2 separate regions of the Cricetulus griseus genome follow, and region 1 is linked to region 2. A link is a contact called in public Hi-C data. All regions are on one chromosome and are shown on one strand. Each heading gives the region's core, a stretch centred on a gene start, on an enhancer-like site or on the middle of the called end of the contact. The rest is flanking DNA. Distances are from core to core; before and after follow the strand shown.

Region 1 (4,102 bases), core at 60-2,559, 44 kb before region 2:
GGAGATGACACACCAGGGTGGTCAAGATCCAAACAACAAGTTGTTTTGTTCACTGACAGGTCTGCAACACTTCTTAGATAACAGGCATCACCTACAGGGAGATGCAGGCTAAGAAACCAAAGGTCAAAGCTCCCCTGCAGGAGTGAGAACAAAGACCAGGGAGAATAACCAGAAGGACAAACCATGTTCCAGGAACAGGGTTCTCCGATCCATGTGGACAAGCTAGAATGCCTCTCCAGGGACAGCTGATGCAGAGGGTTTGATGAACAGCAGAATTTCAGTTCAGCATCAGACACATCTCAAGAATAATGTTGGGTACTTTGGCAATTATAATGGATGTCACTATTATTATGACTATTAACAAGTAAATTTTCCACCAGCTGTTTCCTAGCCAAGTATTCCAATTAACACATGAAAATGGAATGGTGAAAATACAAAATTCACCATCAGGCAAGCACTGTTGAGGTAACTGCTGAAGGCAGGCCTCATGGCTGGATGCTAAAAATCAGTCACCAGAAGGAAGATGAAAAACAAGACACCAGCACAGACTCACAGTATTCCACCACATGCTTACTGTGGGGGGGAGGGGGAGGGGGACAGCACCCGGTCCCCAGTGACAAGCTGCATCAACTCTAAAGTTCTCTATGTGCCTTAAAATAAGAGAGGCTGAGAAGAGAATGTCACTTCTGTGGTCTCCTAGCTAAAAATTCATGGCCTCAATCCAATCACGGGAAAATACCAGAACGCCAAACTGAGTATAAAAGGACTTGCTGGCCGGCAGGCTTCACTTCCAGAGAGTACAAGCAACTATTAGGATTGGGGGAGGTTAAGAGCTATGTGTAATCGGCACAGAATGAGGACTGACAGGAAAATTGATGGGATTTGAGGGGAAAGGTCTCCCAACTGGTCAACAGTGTGTCCGAATGCTATTCTCCACTTCCTCCATTGTTGGACACACATGACATTAACCTGAGGAGAAGCTTAGTAAAAAGGTATTTGAGAATTCCATGCATTGTGTGTGAGACTTTCCCTTAAGTCTAAAAGTATTTCAAAGCTAAACATTGAAATAATGGATGCACCTGAGTCAGGACTGGAGATTCTTACAGAAATACAGGTGATGAGGAGGCTGACTCAGACCTCTGAATGGCTTCTGGGATTCCAGGCCAAAGGATGTAAGGAAAAGATGAGTATACAGAGCCTGGGGCTATGGATACCAAATCCTCAGCTCTTCACAGAAGAAAGAGATCTGTCCTGAGTTGAACGCTTGGCTCTAAGGTGGAATTGATCCAGTTCTTGGTGACTCAGCTATAGAGTTGAATGCATTTGACAATACAAGTCCTTGCGACACTGAGGCCCCAGGCCTGGTGCCTTCCCAGGGTGTGGCCAACCTCCTCCTACGATGATGCCCTTGGAGCATTTGGGGTGAAGGAAGGAAAAAAAGGGTTCAAGGAGACTGAGATAAGGTCTCACTATGTAGAAAAGGCTGGCCTCAAATGAATCATCTGCCTGCCTCAGTTTCCCTTGTGTGTGACAAAGCTGGCCTTAAATGCATCATCCCCTCCTCAGTTTCCCTTGTGCGTGAGCCACAGAACCCAGTCTCTGAAGCCTCTTGATTAAGCATTTAAGAAAATATAATACAGTTTTAGGTTTATAGAAAAGCTGTGAGTATCATCAAGTCTTAAATCATTGTGGTATATTCATCAAAATGCATCCAAGACAACAGCAATGACACACTAACATCCACACTCTGCAGATTTCCTAGGGGCACTTTCTGTCCAGGATCCCATGCAGGGTACACTGCATTCCAAGTGCTTTCTTCCGAGGTTCCTATCTGTTCCCACAGTTTCTCAGTTTTTCTTGTCTGATGACCTCCACAGTTCTGAGGAGCACTGGCCAGGTATTTTGTTGGATGACCTTCCATTGGTATCTGTCTGATGTTTTCTTCCTGACTTGTCTAGAATTACAGGTCTGAGGGAGTAGTGAAAGGTTATCCCACTTTTTGCTATGAATAAATGGCTAGTTTTGTTTTACAATAAGAGTTATGCCGTGTATGCTCATTTGTATTTGACCTGGTCAATCTCAAATGTATTTCCCTTTTATTAAGCAGGTTGCACACGTGTCATTTTATGGGTTGTGAATGCACCATGTTTCAAAATAAAAGCCAAAAAGGACTAAGGACAGAGCTGTTGATAGAATGTGCTTGCTCATTCGAGGCCCTTGATTGGGTCCCTGCTCTTCAGGAGTACACCAGGCAAGGTAGCACACATCTACCAAGTACACCAGGCATGGCGGCACACGTCTGCAATCCCGAAACTCGGTAGACCCAGACAGGAGGATTAGAAGTTCGGGGTTACCCTTGGTTACATATTAGGTTCACAAGACACACAACAAAACAAGGGCATGTAGGCTGGCTCCATGGGTAAGGGGGCTTGCTGTCAATCCTGCTAACCTGAGTTTGATCTCCCGAAGCCACATGATGGAGTTATCCTCTGATCTCACACTCTATGTCCTGGCATACAGGATGTGTACCCACCCCCATGTATTCATTTTGGGACTAGATGGAAAGGCTTAAAAACAAAACATGTTTACTCACTTATTACTAAATGCTTACATTTTGGTTTTTTGTTGTTGTGTTGTTTTGTTTTTGTCTGTTTGATGAAGGCTGAAGAAAGCCAGCAGGCATCCTCTTCATCGATACCATAATGGCTTAAGGAGCACTTAGTGTATAAGGAAAATTTTCCTGGATGCGCTAGCCTACTAGAGCCACCAAGTCCTCCTTCTGGGCTTCTGAGACTTGAAGGACAAAGAAAGCCAAGAGTGACCTGAGACCGGGAGATAATGGAGAGAAGGACCACCAGGACCTCTGGGAGAGGGACACTTCCTGCCTTAAGATAGTCAGACCAGCTGGTGCAGGAGTCCAGCAAGTGCTGTGGATGCCACGTGTCAGCCCCAGGTGTGACAGGACAGGGTTGTGTTGTTAGTCCCCCTTTCCCTCTCACCTTGATGTGTCTTTAAGGAGGGGAAATCTACATCACCCAGGCAAAGCAATCTCAACAAACCAGATTTCACTGTGAAGACCAAGTAAAACAGAATTCCTCTAAATGTCCAAGAAATACCTGGTTACACTTCAAGAACACCCATGTAACCAGGCAGTGGTGGCACACAGCTTTAGTCCCAGCACCCAGGAGGCAGAGGCAAGCAGATCTCTGAGTTCAAGGCCAGCCTGGTCTACAGAGAGAGTTCCAGGACAGACAAGGCCACATAGAAGAAGAAACTCTGTCTTGAAAGAAAGAAAATCCATGTAAAGGAAACCAGGGGATACACACAATGACTTTTTGAGGACTGAGGGAGGAGAAAGTTCTGGAGAGTTAAAGAGCTGGGTCCTCCAGGCCCTCTCTAAACCATCAGCACAATGAATTTATGTCTTTTAAGTTAACAGAGAAGTCCAGACAGTGCATATCAGTGACAGCAAAAGCAGTTTGCAGACCTAGAAAAGCCCTTGGTGCTGCTACTGAGTGTCACCTTCCTGTCCTTTCCCGGGGCCACAACACAGTGATGTCTTCCCCAAAAGACAAATACTCTGCTGCCAGCCCCACTAAAATGTATTGATGCAATTACAGCATCACTGTGTCCTAACAGAGGAAAGCAGAGCTGGGGAGCAGACGACTAATAAGCATGGGCAAGGTCAAGGTTCAATTCCTGGCCGAACAGTAACAACAAAGGAAGGAAGAGGGTATGTGTCAAGATCTGAATTTCCTTGGTCACTCTTAAAAAGAAGACACAGTTCCAGCTCTCATGACAGACAGTGCACACACATGTATGTACGGGATCTATGTATAGAGCTCTAGGTATGAACTTCACAGAGGCAATCCTGACTGCCCAATGTGTCTTCAGTCAAAATGCCCAATGCCTGGTGTGAGAGCAAAGAGTGTGTAGTAAACAGTCCTGGGAAATGAAATAAAGGGAAGAGTTTATTTAGCCACAGGTCAAAGAGCACAGAAACCCAAAGGAGCTTGGCTTTATTTAGCAGGCAATGAAGAGTATAGATTCACACTAACACGAAAGACCTTTAGAAAGTGAAATCACCAGCTCCGAGAGACAA
Region 2 (4,220 bases), core at 187-2,686:
GTATTTTGCTGTAACATCTTCAGGATTACAATGACATACCTATTAGAATGATATAGTCAGGCTGGGTGTCAAGTTGCAAGACTTTGATTATAGCATGTGGAAGGCAAAGGCAAGCAAACCTACATGGTGAGACCCTGGGCCTCACTCCCCACTGAGTGTCACAGATTTAAATTCAGTCACCATCTTGCCTCCTGGTTGCTCAATAGGACATATGCACAGAAAAAGACCCTCCTTCCCGCAGAGTCTCACTTCCCTTGAGTCATCTGCTCACAAACTTGTCACAATAACCATCCCATCAAACGCTCTTCTGAACCCTAGTGTCCTGCCTCATCACAGCCACCTCCCGTGGATAAATAGCAGTCAAATAAGACCACACCGTCTCTTCCAATGTGGGAAAAGTCAACCTAAGTCCGCAGAGAGAAGAGCATCTTCGGAACTGAAGGTGCTAAGTCTACAGAATAAACCCACCTGCTCCCCAACATCTTATTCTCCTGTTAACATCTGAGACCAAGCAAGGCATGGTTAGGGAATTATATCCACCTAGTGAGTTTGAGAAAAGTCAATCTCTGTTTCAGTTTGGTGACAATTGGAATTCAATAAAATTAAAGAAAAAAATAAAAAAACCGTCTGGCTCATATTTATAAAGCACCATGTTTTCACCCTGTGAAACCACAGCAGAGGTTAACAAGCCAGACACCAGACTAAACACCTCAGAACTGCTGTCGTCCATTTGTGGTCCCTACTTTTTCTGGTGCGTGTTTGTACTACCAATTCCCTCAATTCCTGATGGCTAGGCTCTACAAGCAACCCACCTCCTCTTCAGTTTCCCAGCCTAGCTTACTCCTAAGCCTCTTTTACTATTTACCCAGAGTTCATCAGCTTCCTCCTTCCTTCTCCACATTCCTCTCACACCAACTTCACCAACACCCAAACTTCCCAGAACGGTATTTAGACAGCCTCAGGCCAGAGAGAGAGGAACAAAGAGCAGCTGCTCGGGGCAGCAGCTGGAGAGGGTAGTGAGGGCAGCTGGGGACTGACTCCAGGAGGCGGCCCAGACAGTCCCAGGCAGCCCCGGGGCCAGCCCAGCCTGGAAAGAACCAATCTAAGGGAGCATCCAGCAGTCACCAAACCGCGCAGCCCAGAACCTTCCTGCCCTGTCCCATACACCTGGGCGGTGGCGACAAAGTAGTGGAGACTCCTGGAGGAGGACATAGTGGCAGGGACAGGAGATCGAGAAAGTCCCTGCAAGCGAGCGATCGAGCGACGACCCCTCGCCTTCCCGCCCCGGCCAGCGCACCTGGACCAGGTGGCCACCCTGCTCCCTCAGGGCGCTCTCGAGGACTCCGGCTACGGGCGAGCGGGCGGGCTCCGGGGGCTGGAACCGCTGCGACGCGAGACTTCACTCCTCCATCCTGGGAGCCGGCAGCACGTTACAGTCAGCAGTGCACTTCCTGTTTCAAATAGAGCGAGAGTGTGTGTGTTGGCTGAGGGGGGCGCGGAGCAGCCGCAGAGCGGGCGGGCGGGCGAGCGAGCGAGGGGCAGCGGGTCGCATAACCGGCCATCCAGCTTGCGATCTCGCCGCCGCCGGGGTCCGCACCTCCCGGCTCGCTTTCCCGGCCCGGCCTCCCCCTGCCGGCCGCGGCTCCCGTCCACCGCTCCAGTCCGAGCTGCAGGACGCACCTCCCCGCCGCGGACTCCATGCTCCCGGCTGCCTCGGGGTGGGCAGCAGGCACGTGGCCTTCGCTTCCCTCCTGCCTCACCTCCCTACCCTGCCTCCGCCTCCAGAGAGAAGAATCACCTCCGGGAAGGGAGACCCGAGCCTAGCCGAGGGAGAGGAGGCTGCGAGTATGCAAATCTGGGAAGTTAGCTGCTACAACCCAGCAGATCCACTCGCAGCTTCAGGATGGGAAATTACTTGTCTCGTGCTGACTCAAGAGAGGAGCGTGTGCACAGCTGCCGTAGTGGATGGAGCTGCCACGAACCGGGAGTGGAGGGTGGGAGGCACCCTGGAAAGATGCTAGGTCTCCCTTCAGATCAAGGGGTTGTCAGCCCTTTTACCAGATAACCTCCCCCCACCTCCACCTCCCGGGGTGTAACCCTAAACTTTTCTTCCTTGTGATTAAGAATCACAGAAAAGCCGGGCGTTGGTGGCGCACTCCTTTAATCCCAGCACTCGGGAAGCAGAGGCAGGCGGATCTTTGTGAGTTCGAGGCCAGCCTGGTCTCCAGAGCGAGTGCCAGGATAGGTTCCAAAGATACACAGAGAAACCCTGTCTCGAAAAGCCAAAAAAAAAAAAAAAAAAAAAGAGAAGAATCACAGAAAAGTTCTTAAATTCTGAGGTCACGTTCATTTTGGTCAAATTCCGACCTATTTCCTTTTCTAGTCTTTGTTTTTTTTCTTTTAATGTAATTATGGTGTCGGGTGGGGGTTAAGGTGGGCGGCGCATTAGTACCACAAATGCACCTGTGGCGGTCAGAGAACAACTTTGATGAGTCAGTTGTCTGCTTCCACCACGTGGATCCTGGGGCGCTAACTCAGGTGGTCAGGCTTGGTGGCAAATGCACTTACAGGCTGGCCCTGGCTTAAAGGAATTTCAGAGTAGTAAACAAAGTTGTATGTGGAGGGGTGGGGGTGTGGGCGGGCAGGGGCGCAGCGGGAGGTGACTCAGCAATAAAGGCACTTGCCACCAAGCCCAAGTGGTAGAAGGAGGAGAGATCCAATTTCCATAATTTGTCCTCTGACCTCCAAATGGTGCCATGGCACACAAGTGCCCACATGCATATAAATAAATGACTGTATTTTTTTATTTTGTAAAAAAGTAAACAGGTGGCTCAAAATCTACCAGAGTCAAGAGCTTGCCAGCCTCAGAAATTGGCCAGAGTTTGCAACCTGCCTGCCCTACCCCTGCAACGTCTCAGGCAACAGGCACTTAGCAGATGGTTGTGGCATCCACCTGCTGGTTTCAGTAAGTCGGTTCTGTTTCCAAACCCAAAACAGCACAGAGACAATAAACTCTGATTATTCTATATAAAAGCTAAACTCTTGACAGTAGAAACTGGTGCAAATTGAAGCCCTACTCAGTGCTCAACAGATTTCATCTTAACTCCCCTCTAGGTCTTAGTATCTACAAACAGATCTGTAAAAACGTTGCTCCTGTCAGGCGTTGGTAGCTTAGGTAGCGCATGCCTTTAATCCCAGCACTAGGGAGGCAGAGGCAGGTGGATCTCTGAGTTCGAGACCAGCCTGGTCTACAAGAGCTAATTCCAGGGCAGCCTCCAAAGCCATAGAGAAACCCTGTCTCGAAAAACCAAAAAAAAAAAAAAAAAAAAAAAAGTTGTTCCCATACTCCCAGAGGAGCAAACAGGTTCAATAAGTTAAGTGGCTGACCTGATGTCTCGACTACAGAGTAGTCCACTAGAGAGCTGGACATAGGTTTTTGCTAAGTATAAAATCTGGGTCATTTCTTCTCCACGCTAGCTTCTAGGGGAAAAGTCAGGCCAGACCATCTGTGATCCAAAGGATGCTCCCTCACTGGGGGGTGTGCTGGGCTTTTCACCCATGTGATTTTGCAAGTACCTTGATGAATCAAGCTGGGGACAGACATGGTGCACTCGCCTGTGATCAGTGCTGGCTCCATGAGCCTTTTCAGGGTTACTTGGTAGCAAGAGTTCAAGAGGTTCTGATGGTCACTCACAGGCCAAGGTACAAAGTCTATCAGATGCAGAACCCATAGCTAATATTTGTCCCGTGAATCCCTTTTTGCTTAATGGGGCAGTTTTAAGGCAAATGTTGCTTGCAAAACAATGCCTGCCTGAAAATTTTAGGAAAATGACTGTCCATTTCCCATCATCCATTTCTTTCTGCTTTTGCACACTCACCTGTCCTTAGCGTGTAGCTATTACCCTCCAGACACAGGCTAAGAAATGAAACAGACACAGGCTAAGAAATAAAAGTGATCAGGAGTCCTGGCAATAATGACATTCCAGACACCCACAAAGCACAGGAACCGAATCCCACCAGCCCAACCCTCCCCTTACACACAGCAGCACAAACGAGCTGTAGAGGACACAAGCCGATTCAAACATGGCAGACGATGGGGCAGAGGGGCCATAAGACTCAGTGACAGCAGATGGTCTGAGGGCTTATTACTAAAAATTTCCTGGGGGGGAGGGGGTTAGAATCCTTCTAGGTCCTGCTCTGCTCACCAGCTTCCCATTGCT

What was found. A called contact is a pair of places that touch in the nucleus more often than the background predicts.
Region 1: a Hi-C map of the CHO-K1 cell line shows a contact between it and region 2, with 2.0 times the contacts expected there. The contact joins the enhancer-like site here to the promoter of Lrrc8d in region 2. A contact is called at or near these places in 2 of 8 Hi-C or Micro-C datasets (both in the CHO-K1 cell line).

What each region holds. Positions count from the first base shown.
Region 1 is chr7:613,583-617,684 of CriGri-PICRH-1.0, reverse strand. The region is part of intron 2 of Lrrc8d (volume-regulated anion channel subunit LRRC8D); the gene reads right to left. Among named protein-coding and RNA genes, the nearest start is that of Lrrc8d, 44 kb to the right of the region's middle. Within about 2 kb of position 1,309, at least 2 of the 6 cell types and tissues checked have open chromatin away from gene starts, as enhancers often do. A contact at or near this core is called in the CHO-K1 cell line, where this site is marked.
Region 2 is chr7:569,153-573,372 of CriGri-PICRH-1.0, reverse strand. Lrrc8d (volume-regulated anion channel subunit LRRC8D) reads right to left here and starts at 1,436. Exons shown (of 3, transcript XM_035447858.1): 1 at 1,298-1,436.